2 separate regions of the Dromaius novaehollandiae genome follow, and region 1 is linked to region 2. Evidence: chromatin contacts called from public Hi-C data. All regions are on one chromosome and are shown on one strand. Each heading gives the region's core, a stretch centred on a gene start, on an enhancer-like site or on the middle of the called end of the contact. The rest is flanking DNA. Distances are from core to core; before and after follow the strand shown.

The links. A called contact is a pair of places that touch in the nucleus more often than the background predicts.
Region 1: a Hi-C map of ovary shows a contact between it and region 2, with 4 times the contacts expected there. The contact joins the promoter of CLUL1 here to the enhancer-like site in region 2. A contact is called at or near these places in 3 of 4 Hi-C or Micro-C datasets (brain, liver and ovary).

The regions. Positions count from the first base shown.
Region 1 is chr2:118,498,562-118,503,677 of bDroNov1.hap1, reverse strand. CLUL1 (clusterin like 1) reads left to right here and starts at 2,304. Exons shown (of 7, transcript XM_026122830.2): 1 at 2,304-2,406; 2 at 3,723-3,871. The coding sequence starts at 2,304.
Region 2 is chr2:118,391,785-118,396,717 of bDroNov1.hap1, reverse strand. No RefSeq gene overlaps it. Among named protein-coding and RNA genes, the nearest start is that of YES1, 11 kb to the left of the region's middle. Within about 2 kb of position 2,502, at least 1 of the 2 cell types and tissues checked has open chromatin away from gene starts, as enhancers often do.

The DNA.
Region 1 (5,116 bases), core at 1,055-3,554, 110 kb before region 2:
ATTTACTGTCTATCTTGAGCCAAGCATAAGGCCCAGGCAGTGTCAGCAAGAGAGCTTTCCCCTTTTATTTCAGCCAAAGCCCCAGAGTTGCTTAACAGATAGGTCTGTTGGGGCTACTCCTGGTCAATGGACTTGCAAAGTCTGCAAGGGCTTTCTTGGTATTCTCACAAAAGAGAACTTGAAAGGTTTTGTGCAGTAATAAATCTCGGTCAAGAAGCTGGCAAGATTTCAGTAAACCAGCAAATCATATGTATCAAAACAAAAAACATATTCCCCCTCAACCCCATCATTTTCAGAAAATGAGAGTGGAGCTATCTTAATTTGTATCTGTCAAACTGGATTTTCAAAGGAGTTGAGGGCTTGCAGTTCCCATTAGTTACAGGTTCTGAACTCTTCCTGATATGTGTCTAAAAACAAACCCCCCAAAGCTCTTGCCTAAGCAACATTAATCGTTCTGGATTTTAACCATCAATAATCAATCAGTTCTTATGAACTATGAGTTAAACAAAAAAAAAATTAGGATATTTTAAAATTAATGTTACACAACAGGAGCTACAGACATCTTCCCTTTGACCTCAAGGGAGTATTATTGCTGAACATTACAAGGTGGGATATGGCCTAATAACAATACTGTGTATATTTTACATCAGGCAACTGTTATTATTTAAATATTTCATTTTTCAGCATCTAAAATGCCATGCACGTTCAGATTCCAGACATATTGCATGCACACACATGGATTAACTGAAGAGAATCATTAAGGGGGCAAAACCCCAAAACATTAACAAGTTTAATGATGTACAAAGTACCAAGATTTCCTTATCTCATTTCAGACTCTATACAGATCCAGGCCTGTATCTGGGTTGCTGAATTCTTTTGATTTCTGTATCTTCAGAAGGTACATGAAGAAGGTTGTTATGTAATCCAGTGTTTTTTATAGCAAATTAAAATTACACTGAAGAGATTAAATGTTGGAAGCTAATTTTAGACAAACTAATTGTAATAATTTCCCTAAGAACATAAGCTGCAGATGTCTCCTAAGGTAAAAATCAAGACGATTGAAGAGCTATTAAGAAAAAAAGCTTCTGACTACAGAAAAAAACCAAATCTATATTACATTCTATTATGTAATAATGTCCAACACTCCCCCTAGTGGTTTTGCTTATATGGATGAGTATGAAGACCCATACACTCAGAAATCCTCTAGCCTAATGGCAAAATGTCCCGTTAATAGGATTAAGTACCTTGTCATCAGATAAGTAGAACATGGTAAAATCCCTGACACTCACAGCAATTAGATCAGAACACAGTCTGATTCCTTCCTGACGCTGGGAACAATTTTACAGAGGAGGTGTTTCAGTATTAATGGTAAATATGTTGTTTTTTACTTTTCTTTGGTAATTCGTTTGTATTTCTTGATGAAGTTAATTAGTCGTTTGCTATACATATACAATGTGCAAGTAAATCTAGAAGTAAATCCAGTTTACAAATAAACCCAGGCTCTTAATTTGCATATACATTTGCAACTGATAACTATGTCTTCAAGAAGACTATACTAGCTAATGAATAGGAATGTAAATACTGTGTTCACTTAATCAGATGAGAATTATAAAGCGCAGTTCTGTGATTTCTAAAATACAAAGCTCTCTCATCTAACTGCTCTTGAGAGGGAAATAAAGCAAACGGCATTTATTTCCTTGATTTTGTAGGAATTTCTTCCAATTGCTGACGTGTATATTTATAAAATTGATTTATTTTCCAATTTCTTGGCACACCTATTGTTGTCTTTACTATATTAAGTATTGTTCTGAAAAACAATGAAGGGAGTCACATGTTTGGAGACACAGAAAGGAACTACATTCTAGAAATTTTCTTTTGTAAATTTGGCAATAATGTCTAGTACGTATACATTTATATCATGAACTATCAGAAAGAGTGAAAGTTATTTAGTATGAGATCAGTATTTATGTGCATTTCACAAGGTAGAAAGGAAGTAGATTAAGCTGCAAAAGCTCTCAGTTTTATAGATATATATCTTGATTCTATTATACCACTGTGTAGTACAGTGGTAATTATCTAGTTAGTCCAAACTGATACACTAGAAATTATGTCAGGCTTCTTCTTCATTTGTTTTCACTAGCAGTAGCTTTTAGGTGCATATTATAGATCACAGAAACCATAATAAAAGTTGAAACCAATGACACCTGTATTATACTTAGTAGCTATTACACCTAGGCATTTGAAACTCATTATGAAAATGCTGACATGTAATTGCATCAACCCACTTTTTTAACAGAGAGAACATGAAGTCCTGTTGGTTATTTCTAATACACATGCTATGGCTGAGTGGTCATCAGTGTGCACCGACAAAGCAGGAGGAAATGAATATCCGGGAAAACCTGAAGAGTACGTATGCTTTTCTTATCAGCGGGGTGCTGGGAGCTCCTGGGCCCAGGTCTGTGGTCAGGCTTGCTGCAGCGTGCTGAGTTCCACACAGGTGCCTCAATGGAGCCAAGAGGATCTACTGCCATGTGTGATGTGTGAAGCTTAGAAACTATGGCCAATTTTTGCTGAAGCAAAGCATCCACACACAACAGGGAGATTAGAAAAACCAAGACAAGAATGTCAAAGGATTAACAGATAAGCTTCCCTCTACAAAAAAGTATTTACAGCATTTTCATATATCATTTGGTCCTTCATAGGTTGTAGAGTATAAACTGAAAACAAAATATAATCCAACAGATTTTGAGTTCTTTTGCTCATTTAAGTAACTTTTACAAATGCTTATTTTAGAATTGTATGCTTAGCTGGAAAAGGTGGTTATTACAAATAATTGAAATAAAATGACTCAAGTTAGAGAAAGCAGCTATTTTGCGTTTACTCACCTTTGAGCATGGCTTTATTTTGTAGTAGGTATCCCAAGAGGATCAGCATGAAATACTCTTTTGCTTCGGTCTACTTTATAGTATTTCTGTGGCAAACAAAAAGTTACGGGAGAGGAAGAAAGATATGAGTAGAGAAATGAATGACACACGAAATGCTTTCGGAGATCTTGTGGTGACGTATTTTTCACTTCTTTTGTACAGTTCCAGTGATATTCATGGTACTTCTGTGCAGGAAATAAATGCAGATAAAGGATATGCAGAGCTACAAAGTGCAAAGCGTGGCTGAACTTAGCTTTTCACCAAAAATCTATGGTCATTGCCACATAGGAAGTCTAGAAATTACATTTTTATGAAAGAAAGCTGAAGGCTCCTGTATTCTCAAAGCATTAAGGGAAACTGACATAGTTTGCTTTCAGATTGAAGATCAATATATAAGATATGTCATTAGGAAGCTGAAGAGTAACCCTCGGAGATATTCGAAACCCAACCAGATGAGGTCCTGAGCAACCTGCTCTAGTTGACCCTGCATTGAGCAGAGAGGTTGGACAAGATGGTCTGCAGGGGTCCTTTCCAACTTCAACTGTTCTGTGATCCTGTAATCTGAAGCAGGGCAGTTGAGGGTTAGTATGCACAGCTGATCACTGGTGAAGGCTCTGGACCAGATTCTTATCTGATAGAAATTGTCTTGGCTCCATGTTACAACATTCACTGTCTCAAGATATTGCTCTGTAACTGTAGGAAAACACAGCTGTTTCATTTTCCTTTGTTATCAGTGCATGACAATTTGTGCCACTTTCAAAGTCTGATTAAGTCACTTTGTAATTTGGCTTTTTTCAGTACTATCTGAAGTTGGAGAGAAATATGTAGACGAAGAGGTAAAGAAAGCTTTGACTGGTATTAAGCAGATGAAAATTATGATGGAAAGAAATGAAGATAAACATGTAGATCTGATGAAAACCTTGAAGAAGAGCAGTGAAGAAAAAAAGGTAACTGAAGTGCATCTGAGTTTCTTTTATTAAGTTGTGACTATTTTTAATACAAAATTAAACACCGTTGTGCTTAGGCCGATAAGCAATCTAGAAGAAAACTCTTGGAGTCTCCCCTTTTCAGCAAAAATGTAAAACATTGCATGTACACTCTGAGCAACATACATCTCTTTAGGTGGTTGTATAGCAAAGTCAGGAGTTACACGAAATCTTTCTTTGCTTCTGCCCTTTTCTGTAACTAGCATAGAAACCTCCTGCAGCAGCTCTGTGCATCTTCTCAGTCTCTGTGTCCTAGAAGCAGAAGTTGAGCCAACAGCCATCCTATCTGGCCTATCAGGAACCTGGATGTTTACATTTCAGAAGTTAAACTATTAGTTAATATTTGTCAGTTTCTTAAGAAAGAGCATGTGTTTGCAAAGAACCTTGAGGCATACTGAGGCACTGAACAGCAGCACTGCTTACTCCATGGTTACCTTTTCCAAATTGCACACTGTTCTTTCAAAAGCTAGAGATGAAGAGTTTCCATCTTTGCTCGAAAACATAACTTTCTAACCAAGACACGTGCTGACAATTTCTCCCTGTGGTCTAATGTCTAAACAAATACAACTAGACAGCGAGCGCTTGACAAAACACAGTTGAGTTACCCTGGGTTAACATTTATGTTCCCTCAGCTCCTCCCAGCTGGGAGGTAGAACATGTTATCTGACATCATCCTCCTTGATCTGAGCTTTCCCATTTTATCCTGCAATTGTGAAGTAACCAGGAAAAGCCTAGACATAGTCAAGCTGATGGTGACCACCAAGTAGAAATAACGAAGATCTGCAGTAAAAGGAGCCATTAAATTCTGCATGTGGATTTGAACCTTACTCTGGAGAGAGAACTTCAGTTTGTGACATCCACAAGCCAGAGCTGCTGTGACAGCACTATGCTGAATGAAGCAGCACATTTTACTCATTTCTCACCTGCTTCACTGAATTCAGACTCAGGCAACTGCAAGTAACTGTATAGAAAGTGTTTAGTGCAGAAGGTCCAGCTGCTCAGCTCCACATGCCCTTTGCACCACAGGCCACAGAACACTTTCCAGCTTACTTTACAAACTTCAGACCTTCTGAAAAAAGATCAAAACGCACAAATTATCAAGTGCTGCAGAAAAAGTACAGGGGATCAAGGGAATTGCTAATGTCTTACTGCAATGCAATGTGTTCCAGTGATCCTGAGAAGTAGAGCATAGGGTATATTTCAAAA
Region 2 (4,933 bases), core at 1,253-3,752:
TTGAAGATTACATTAGTGTGGCTCACATGCTGCTTCCTTCAGCTTGTTTTTCCTTTCACTTTTGGTTAAAGTGGGTTTTCCAGAGCACAGGAATTTGCATATCCTAGTCCTAGTTCTTTCAAAACAGAGCCTACTGAAAATCAGATCGTCTGTCCTATAATTTCACATATTTTTGCTTTTGTTTTCCAAATGAGGAGAAAAATAAAACACGGAAAGTTCCAAAATATTTTGGTTTTGAAATGTGGGACATCTTTGACGCATCATTGTAACACACTAGAAGGGACTCTATTGTTCCTTATGGAAAATGTAATCCATCCAGGACCCCAGATGACAGGGAAATTGAGGGACCCAGACCATGACAAACTCATGGCCAGTAATGACAAACCATCCTGAAGCAAAACACTTAGATTCTTTTTGACAGTTCAAAACATTCTCAATTCGCTTTTATTTTCCCAAAGGGACATCACATTGTTTTGGCATAACCAACTTTTTCCTGTGGAAAAAGTCAATATTACAGAAACCGCTTTTGTATTAAAAAACATGGACAGAAAATTCTGGAGCAGTAATAAGGAAAAGGAGTCAAGCCAAAACCGAGCACATTTGAAAATGTTCTCCCTAGAGAATATTATGGTTGCTCCAACCTAGCAGTAAGAATTGTATATCACCTCCCTGTTTTACTCTAAGTATAAAGGTAAATATATTTCATACACATTGAATGTAACGTGATGAAATTCATGTGGTATGACTTAGTGTGTTTCAACACATTTAAAATATGATGTTTCACAGAGGCACTCAAAAGCTATGTTTGTTTAAAAAATGTAAAAAGAACTAATGTGGAAGACCTAGGCCTTTGAGGTGAAAAATCACATATGAGATTTCACAACTGTTTTGCTAGGGCTGGGCATTTTTTAAAAACTCTGAACTCTGCTTTTGGAAAAAAAGATCCCTGGCTACAAAGCAAAAGCTTTGTTTACTTTTAGCTTTAGAAACATACAGCAAAATTCGGTTTTATTTGTTATTCAGAAACATACTGCTAAATTCAGTTCTAACAGAAGGCACAGAAACAGTTTTAACAACAACTGTAAGTACTTTTGGGAGAGGTATGGGATGATGTACTTTGGTCAGAGCTTTAGGATATTGGTAGTTAAGATATCTTGCCAGGCCATTTTGTACTCCCTGGCTTTGTAAAAGAGGCCTCGAGTCACTGACTACACAAAGAGGCTGCAAAGTAGAAGAGAAGGCTTTCTATAGACTTTCTATAATTGATGGCTGTCTCAGTGTCTATATTTCAGGGCAACTGTTGGTTTAAACATGACAAAGTTTGTCCTGCTTCTTTTGTATCAGGGCAAGCTTCATCCTGACAACAGTGGACACAGGACAGAGCCTGTGTTTCCCATTCCCCAAGTTAATCAAGTGCTTTGCTGAGTATAATAAACACGTAATTCCTTGCATTTGAGAGTAGGTGTGACTAACAGATCAGCTAGTCAAGCACTCTGAATATCACCGCCTCTCAGATTTCCCGCAGCTACACCACGGTTGAGCCCACGAACTTGTATTAAAGTATCCATATTGATCAGAAGTGACTTGAGAGAGGGAGAGCCACTGCTTTGGGTGACATGGGCTTCAGGGAGTGACAAGTATAGCCAGTGACACCAGACCATGAAGAGTGCAGAAATGAACCACATCAGAACTGTGCCTGGTATCTGAGTGTGACTGCCTGTTGGTACGCAGATCATTTGGTCGGCTGTATTACATGATCATTTCTCTAGTCCTTGCAGGCACCTATCATTTTTTTGTTCTTTGTGTACAATTTTCAAGATGGGTTGGTTGTCCCCAAAGTGGGTCTATTAGGGACTTTCTTAATAAGAGCTATAATCATGTAAATGACCTGTGTTAGTCAGACAGATGTGAAATAATCACTAACAATTCTGAGCTTCATCACACCCATATAAATTCACAGTTAACTATTGAAGCCCAGAACGTCATTGCAGACGTATGCTGGTAAAGCAGAAAATGCTTGGCTTGCTTCATGCTGTTTCTGAGAATGTCTGAGAAGCCAAAGTAAAACAGCAGAATGAATTTCATAGCCCATTGCTTCCCTTTGGAGCACTTGGGGCTCTTCATGCGCTCAGAGAAAACAAATTACAAATGGATCCTGCTACGGTTTGAAAGGAATTTTAAGTGCATTAGTTTTTTTTAGCCAATGTCAACTGAGAAACAGTTTTGTTTATTAATGCATTCAGAGTGTTTCAATATATTTTTTCTCCCATTTTACTGCTCTGGATTAAATTTTTCCTGTAATTGTTTTGTTAGACGTTTCTGCAGGCAGCTATTGCTGCAATCAATTTCTTGTTTGCTGTTGGCTCTGGATTTAATAAGATGCAACTGCACCCTCTTGTGGTTGCTGATAAGTAGATTATTTTGGTTTCATGGTGCCCCTTCTGGTTTATTTTTTTGGTCAAATGAAACAAAAGCAAATAGCAGAAGTGCCCTGAGGCCACACTGCAGCAAAGCTTCCTGGAGAACTTCAAAAATGAGCTGCAACTTAGGAATGTCTGAACTCTGACGGCCTCTGAAGACAACCGTCTGTGGGGAAGTCTTTCAAAGGTGCCCTGGGGAACTTCTCTGCCCTTGACTTTTGTGGGAGTTCCTACCACAATATATTCTGCAAGAAAAACAGACTTGGTTTGGCTACGTGCATCAAAGGTATACATTTAGAACTAACTTGGGCAATAATTCAGTATTAGGATCCAGCACAGACTTGCAAAGTAGTTTACATTTGTTGCCTATATGTGCAAATCCCGTGAACCCTGCCTGTGTGCACTAATGGAAACACTGCTTGTTCTTGCATGCAAATATGCTTGTGAAGGGAGTAGGTTAGGCAGCACATTAAAGATTTAACTTTGAAAACTTGTAAATCTCACCATGTCATTTTTTCAGCCATTCCTGCAAAGACTGTATTTAAAATGAGTGTATTTAAATTCATGAATGCATTTAAACTCTGGGCTCTGAGCACTGGTGATAGGGGAAGCAACAGCAAGAGCTCCCTCAACTTGGAAGATGCACACTGGCAAGTCCAAGTCCCACCATGCAATATAGGGGCTCACAGAGATTCAGACAATAGTTCCCTTACTAAGAAAAGAAAAAAAGTAGACAAGAAATTCATTTTTCCCGTGAAAGACACTCAGACTCTCTTTTTATTTGTTACTAGTGTGAAAACAATGAGTTTCTGCCAGAGATAAAATCAGGAAATTCAGAATTTTGTTGAAATAATAATTCATCATGTCATCCGTAAGCAGATATGTTCACTGAGAAAAAGGGTAATAATACAAAAAAAGAGCAAAGCATTGTGAGAATACCAGTTTTCACAGATAAATTTCAAAGAAATAATATTGAAACATTTTGTATAATTTTAATAGACAAAGCATTCTGATGAAATAAGCTCCCATTTAAGGACCAGCTCTTTATTATGGGGCACAGTGCTGATATTCTTTCTCAGAACAGAGTTAACAGAGAGCCTGGTGTAATCTCAAATCTGGAAGAATTTGTCTTACTCTCTGCAAATGGTTAATTAAAAAAAAAGGTAACAGTTATAAAGCAATTTGATCCACTGCTCTATGTAGAATTTAATTAGGTAAGTTGATTTGCATTTTTATGTCTGAACATGTTCTTACACTGCCAGCATGTTTCACTGAGCAGTGGAGCACAACCCATTGACACGGCCAGGTGGGGTAATTCAAAATGCTGTTCCAAAAGTTGCATATAAGGAATCGTGGTCAAATATTGCCTTTGTGTTACCTGTGGCAGAGTTTCTGCCCTTTTTGTATTTCCACACCAATCACTGTATTTGAAGTTTGTATTTCTACTTGCTTTTCTGTTGTGCTTCTGCTCTGTGCTTTACCTGGCACTTTGTATCCGTAGAAAGTATAGATTTCTGTATTCAGTAATACGGTACTTTACACCAGATGAGGATATAAGCCTTGTTTTAGTATCTCTGTAGGATATTTACACTTGTCCTGTATAGCTCTATTTTGTGTATTTAACACAGAACTGCAGGAAGACTGGCCCTGAGCTGGCTGACCCAAGACGAACAGTTATGGTTGCAGGTCTCTCGAAGAGACAGCTCACACGGCCCAGCCGGCTTAGCACTCTGTGGGTTAGCACAAAGGTAAAAAAAAAAAAACAGGTCAAATGCTCTCATGACTGTTGACATTGTAATTTCGTTACGCCTTTCCACGGGGCATGCAAGTACGCACTGGCGGATGGGCAAAAATGGGAATGAGCACCCACGTGCGTGGGAAAACTGCTTCTTGGATCTCAGCATGAATTCCTTTGTGCCTCCAAAGGCAGAAGGGCTCCTTTATCACCCTTGAATCATGTGAGTTAGCTCCTTCTCTAGAGTGAGCTTGAATGTGAAGTTTATGCAGCTGCATCCCTCTTTCAAGTCAATTATATCACTCTCAGCGCTTCAGCTTCGATCCCATACTGCACTGCTTCCCACTTGAACCAGCCTGCCTATATCCCTGGGTGCCTGCCGCAGAGGTTACCTCCCTGCTGAAATCCTGGCACGTTACCTAGTCCTCTGTAATCTGAGCCTTCTTCAAGCTCCTGTACCCAGAATTCGCCACTGTAGCCGTACCTCATACCTCTGCATGATTTCAACTGGTTCCACTCTCCCCTGGGGAAGGGAGCGTGTCCATTCCCATTTTAGAAAAAAACATTGCTGAAACCCAAAGATCTACAAGTGAATTCAAGTACCTAAAATGGTCCCTGTGGGACCAATAAATAATGCAAAGCCATTTTCAACTTCTAGTGTTAATTCCCCTTTATAATCCTGGGCATCTCTACTGGCTACAAACCCCCACCCCTGGCCCCAGCTTCTTATCCCATATTCCAAACGTAATGCCATTTCTAACCCTAGCTTTAATCAGAA